2 separate regions of the Ovis aries genome follow, and region 1 is linked to region 2. Evidence: chromatin contacts called from public Hi-C data. All regions are on one chromosome and are shown on one strand. The core of a region is the stretch at or near the end of the contact, and the rest is flanking DNA. Distances in the headings are between cores, read along the strand shown.

Evidence for each region. Hi-C and Micro-C count contacts between places; a contact is called where the count stands out from the background.
Region 1: a contact with region 2 is called in a Hi-C map of skin fibroblasts, with 2.3 times the contacts expected there. The contact joins the promoter of CNTRL here to the enhancer-like site in region 2. A contact is called at or near these places in 3 of 16 Hi-C or Micro-C datasets (blood and skin fibroblasts).

What each region holds. Positions count from the first base shown.
Region 1 is chr2:2,454,125-2,457,585 of ARS-UI_Ramb_v3.0, forward strand. CNTRL (centriolin) reads right to left here and starts at 1,850. Exons shown (of 44, transcript XM_060410786.1): 1 at 1,738-1,850.
Region 2 is chr2:2,416,494-2,419,513 of ARS-UI_Ramb_v3.0, forward strand. The region is part of intron 11 of CNTRL (centriolin); the gene reads right to left. Among named protein-coding and RNA genes, the nearest start is that of CNTRL, 38 kb to the right of the region's middle. Within about 2 kb of position 1,763, at least 40 of the 54 cell types and tissues checked have an H3K27ac peak or open chromatin away from gene starts, as enhancers often do.

The DNA of each region.
Region 1 (3,461 bases), core at 600-3,099, 38 kb after region 2:
CATCCCATACCCTCTGACCCATTTCAACACTCTTATTCTCCAACTAGTCCTTTCAAATATCCTGACTCCTATTCCTCACCAACAGCAATTCTCCCATCCTGTGCTCATCAGCCTTTGCCTCCCACCCTTCATCCCATTCTGATTGCCAAGTTCTCCCACAAAGTCTCTTCCCTAACACTGTACTAGTCTTCTCCATTTCACTACAGTTCTCTCCAGTGCCCTGCCTCCACATTTCTGTATTCATCCTGATTTCCCAAACTGCTCATCACAGCAAATATTCTGACCCCCTAACTCATTCGAATATTCTGGCTTCTAATTATCCCCTCTTCAAACAAAATACTCCAGTCTCCATCCACTCCACTTCATCTCAACCCAACTGGCTATCTACTTGCCTCTCCCTTCTAGCACCCTGACACCTATGTCCCTCTGTATCCTAGTAACATCCCGCGCTCTCCTCTCACATCTCTCTCCATGCTACTCAGGTATGGGGAGGGGGGGAAGCTTCCCAAACCTTTCCATTAGTTTATTTTTTTTCAGTCATTCAATTTTATTCCACAACTTTAAGGCACCAAGAACTGTGCTAGATTCTAAGAATACAGGGATGGGAAGGCAGGGCTTCCACACTCAAAACACACAACAGGATCAGGTCTCTGCCCCAACAGCATCCTTCACAACACCTTAAAATTACAATTAAATGATTATTTGTGCAACAACTTGATTATTGCTTGTTTCTCCTTCTAGAGTTTAGGCCACAAGACAGTAGAGGCTGTATTGTTTGCTGCACAATAAATATTTGTTGAATGAGTGAAGGGCTGTGCCCCACTCTAAAGACATTACCAAACAAATTCTTGCAGATAATGTATATTATGACCATTATTAGCCTCATTTATAAGTGACACTGTATCATTAAGAATTAAGAGCTTGGTTTCTACAACTAAGTCTGAGTTCAAATGTTAATTTCCCACTTTCTGTGTGACATAGGCAAATTATTTAACCTCTCTGACCCACAGTTTCATCTTTCAAGATGGGAATGATGACCTCGTTCAAGTTATTTTACATTCTAAATCAGTTAATGGGAAGGACTAAAGGACGGAGAACTGAATCTGGCACACACGGTACACTCAAAAGTGATCAGTGAGTATTTTCACAAACGAGGAAACATTACCAAGCCCCAATCTCACAGACAGTCAGTAGCACAGGTGGCAGAATCAAGACGTGAAGCCAAGCTTTGACTTGAAATGCACCTGTCCCTTAACCGTTATACGACAAAGTACTTGCTCTTCCCTTTCTTTTAACTTTTCTTCCCCATACCCTAACTCTCCTTTTTCTCCATGTACTGGATTCCGCTTGGTTTCAGGACGCCCGTCAGGGCACCACACCATCCCGCCTCCCAGCCATCCCCGCAGACGCCTGGCGCACCTCCACCCTCCTCCGCTCGGCAGCGGGACCCCACCTGTCACTCGCCCACCCCCCGCGTCCACACCTCCCCACACTCCGGTCCTCCATCCCAAAGCCCCCGCCCGTGCCCTCCTCTCTTCTTATCCAAACCTCCCTGCAGCCTCCTCCCCGCGCCGGTTCCGGGCCCTCCCCTCCTTCCCGTCCAATCCCAACTCCCAGGCACACGCCCCCGCCCCGAACCCATCCCTCGCTGGGTCCAGGCCTTCCCGCCTTCGCCGCTGGTCCCCACCCGCTCCGCCTGGAGGCCGGAGAACGGCCTAGACCAGGCCTGGCACTCACCGCGAAGGAGCGAGGCCGAGCAAGCCCGCCGGACGAGGCCGCGCGGAGAGGTGCCGGTGGTTCCCTTCAGGCGCCCAGCGGCGCGGCAGCCATTTTGTTGTGTTGTGCCGGTTGCCGTGGGGCCGTGCGCGCCGCGTGGGCGGAGCCTGTAGCGGCCACGCCCCTCCCCGGAGCTTGGGGGCGGGACCAGGCTTCCCGCCCCTCAGTCGGCCAGGGCCGCGGGCGCGCAAAGGCGCGTGGGAGCCCGCGGGAGCCCGCGCGAGGCGAGATTTCCCGCTGCCGGCGGCGAGAGGTTCCGCTCTTTTCTCTGAGGCGAAGCGGCTGACTCCTCGTGCTCAGGCCTTGACATGCTCCGCGGGAGCTGGGCCTGAGGACCACCTGAGAGACGATGTAGCGCTGTCACCAAGCCCCCGCATTCCCATTGCCGGCCGTCTGGCTTTGAACTAGTGTGCCTCGCCGCACGCTCCTCCTTCGCACGGCCCGTTTCTGAGACGAATTCTCTTCAGGGGCCAGACAGGCCAGACGTAGATGAACCTCTGAGGGAACGCACTTTAGGTTTCAGATGCACCCGAGGTTACGGGAATGAGAGCAGCCTGGGAGTCCTGGCTGAGAATAGTCCTCAGGTTGTGACAGGAGAGCCAAAACAAGAAGCAGTCGAAGAAACTTCGGCTGTGGCCTGCCTGAAAGGGCGGCATTTCACCACATACTTTTAACTCATAGTTTAAGAGAATTTAGCACTTACTGTGCTGAATGCTAGGGAAATACGGTGAATTCTTTTTAAAAATCTGGTCTCTAAGGACACTGTTCCTCCATTCCAGCTTCCCATTTCCCAGCTGGTACCCTGGACGGTATCACCATGAGAGGTTGCACCATCTCCAAAAACCGCCAAAGCAGGCATTAAGTCTCCTTTACCACAATTCTCCAATCTTAACAGCTCGCTTGGAAGACCCCCTCTTAGCACAGTTCCCTTCCTTGTGACTTCACATCCCTTGTTCTTACCAGTTTTCCATAGTCAGTTCCTTCAGAATTCGTGGTCTATCTGTGTAACACTGTTAAGAATTTCCTCTTTCTGTGCCTCAGTTTCCTCCTCTATGAAACAGGATAATCCTACCCACTTCCTGATAGTTATAAAAGTTAGTGCATGTGGAAAGAGTTCTAAGTTCTTTCTTATGTCCTGTAATAAGTTCTCAGTATGTTTTACTTATTTTAGTATTAGGCAAAGGTTTTCCAGAGGAAATGATGCCTCATCCTTGAGTCTTGGAAGAACCAAAGAACTTATCAAGGAGTATGGGAGTGGGGAAAAATTTGCTTGGCAAAGGGAGCAACTTGTGCAAACCCCAGGAAGAATGGGGAGAAGGAGCTTGGCAATGAGCTGATGTTAAATAAATCAGGATGGCAGCCAAAAATCTGGAGTGCAGAAGCTAAAGCAAGAAGAGGGGCCTTATTATGAACCATCTTAAGCACTTGTAATTTTTCTGAAAGGCAGAGATGGATTCAGGAATCAGAAATTCGGGTAGTTTTCAACAGGGGGCTCCATTCACATTCACATTTAAGTGAATGATGCTTCTCTCTCCCCCACTAGTATTTAAGCAACACAGGAGACCCTTTGAGCTCTAGAAAAGTCAAAATTCATGAAAAGCCCCACATTTTAAATTGAAAGGAAGATCTATCCTTTTTTAAAAAAAATTCTAAGCTCAGATGATATTTAGTTTGGAATGTGTACA
Region 2 (3,020 bases), core at 513-3,012:
CATGAGCTGCTTTCTCTGAGACCCCAGGGACTGCAGCGCGCCAGGCCTCCCTGTCCATCACCCATCCCTGGGGCTTGCTCAGCCTCATGTCCATCAAGTCAGTGATGCCATCCAACCATCTCATCCTCTGTCGTCCCCTTCTCCTCCTGTCTTTAATCTTTCCCAGCATCAAGGTATTTTCCAACGAATCAGCTCTTCGCATCAGGTGGCCAAAGTATTGGAGCTTCAGCTTCAGCATCAGTCCTTCCAATGAATACTCAGGACTGATTTCCTTTAGGATTGACTGGTTTGATCTCCTTGAAGTTGAAGGGACTCTCAAGAGTCTTCTCCAACTCCATAGTTCAAAAGCATCAATTCTTTGGCACTCAGCATTCTTTATGGTCCAACTCTTACACCCATACATGACTACAGGAAAAACCATAGCTTTGACTAGATGGATCTTTGTCAGCAAAGTAATGTTTTTATAATATTTTGGGGGAGATAGAGACATGAAATAAACTCTTCCTTAGAATTCAATTTTATTTCCAATTCTTTATACAAAGAAACATTTTGCTTTTAAGTTCTATAAACTGGGAGTTGAGAGAGACCTCAAAGACCATTTAGGCCAGTGATCCTCAAGACGGAGGGCCCTAGGGAGGCACGCCCTTCTCCTCCAACCACTACATATATTCCTGGTAGAAAAAAAGCTTTCACACACCCACATCGACCTTGACAGTCACTGCTTTAGGGAGCTGCTGCTAACTGAAAGGACTGGATTGCATTTCTCAGGTGTGCTGGGATAAAAACCTGAGAACCAATGCTCTAGTCTACCTCTTTCTTTCACGCATGAGGATGGAATCTCAGGTCCACCAAATGACTTGCCCAGGTCTCCTCAGGCGACTGTTCATATGGAGACAAAATGATTCCCCAGAGAACCTGTGTCCTCCCACACACACTCTCAGAGCTCTAGCTTGCCCCCACAGGATCAGAGGAACAGGACAAAAATAAATCAAGAGAAAGTGATCAGGAGAAAGAGCTATATCCATCTGAGTAACAAACTCCATTCTTCTCAAGTCTAAGACTGTAATTTCACTATAAAAGAACAGTCCTCAGCTTTACATGCTGTTGCCTCCAAAGACAAGAAAGAAAGTCTCTTCATTTCTGAAGAACAGATGAGAGCCAGCTTGACTCAATGGGATTTTCAAAACTCCTCCTACTCTCCCAAAATACCCATCTGAAATCTTTCTCAAAAGGTAACTAAAGATAAAAGCTTAAATTCTGAGTAAATTTAGGATTTTTGTGGCTCAGAGTAAATTTTTAAAATCTTCTGCCCTCATACTTGTATCAATAAATCTTAAAAATTCACCATTAAAACTTCTACTGAAATCTCTACATGCAGGACAAAAAATTAGTTCAATACGTCAATGATCTGCATTAAACACATGGGAGCAAAAGTATATTCAGCGATCTTCCCTACCGTGGAGCTCACAATAGAGGTATTGTAAAAACAGGAACTTACATCTCTGACTCCTCCTCCTTTCTAAGTCCTCGTACAGAGATCGAGAGAGAGAAAATGGTCATACCTTAACTTAGAATGTGTCCTGTTAAAACTGAGCCGTTGAGAACAGAGGAGCTGTGGGCGGAACGCTTTCTAATGTTGCCTTGGAACTCATGTGCACTTCCCTCTCTGACAGCCACATTTTTGTAAGCGCCTCCGAGCCTCTAACCTCCCAGCACTTCAAACCACATTCCTGGCGGAGGCTGAGCGGCAACCCAGCCCGTCCAATCGCAAGCAGCCTCTGCAAGCAGGCCCCACCCTCCACGCTTTAAATCACAACACAGGAAGCTCCCCCAGGCCAATCACGAAAACGTCTGCAGCAGATTACCACAGGCTGACTGCCTCTAGGGGTACTGTTACCTTTTGCTTCCGTAGGGCATAGCTAGATAGTGAACAGGGATACAAATCCCCCCTTGTTACATTTGTTCCTTGTTCCTCTGATATTTCTGCTTCTAACTGTGAACCGTTTTCTCTAACTAAAGGGATTTGATTTTTACATAGTATCTTTTGCTTTTGAAAACTAGTTAAATGCTTGCGTTTGTTGAAAACTTGATTAGGCTTGGCACTGATTTAATTTTAAAAGTAATTAAGCTCTTTAGATTTGTAACTCCTTTGTGAGGAGAAAGTCATCTAGTAGCGTAAGCATGGGCTCTGCCTCTTCCTAAAAGAGAGACTTGGGAAATCATTTCAGTTCAGTTCAGTTCAGTCGCTCAGTCGCGTCCCACTCTTTGTGACCCCATGAACTGCAGCACGCCAGGCCTCCCTGTCCATCACCAACTCCCGGAGTTCACTCAGACTCACGTCCATTGAGTCAGTGATGCCATCCAGCCATTTCATCCTCTGTCGTCCCCTTCTCCTCCTGCCCCCAATCCCTCCCAGCATCAGAGTCTTCCAATGAGTCAACTCTTCACATGAGGCGTCCAAAGTACTGGAGCTTCATTCAGCTTCAGCATCAGTCCTTCCAGAGAAATCCCAGGGCTGGTCTCACTTTTATCTTATTTGTTGTTGTTCAGTCACTAAGTTGAGTCTGATTCTTTTGTGACCCAATGGACTGTATGTAGCCCGCCAGACTCCTCTGTCCATGGAATTTTCCAGGCAAGAATACTGGAGTGGGTTGCCATTTCCTTCTCTAGGGGATCTTCCCGACCCAGGGATGGAACCCACATTGCCTGCATTAGCAGGCAGATTGTTTTTTAAATCACTGGGAAATAGGGAAGCCCCCTCCCCTTTTCTTTTTCTTTTTACTCTTATGCAAGTTAAAAAGTCACCAATCTCATTTGGATGCTGTAATAAAATAAAGTTCCTCACAGTATATCCTAAAACCAAGCGCAATGCAAGACACATCACTGTCACTTAATACGTTTCTCATCATATCTCATTTACCGCTTTCTGATCTGTCAAGCTTTTACTTTTAAATTCTATTTGCAATTCAGAAAAATACTTTATCTGATAATAAAGGTTAGTCTATATCTGCAGAAAAATA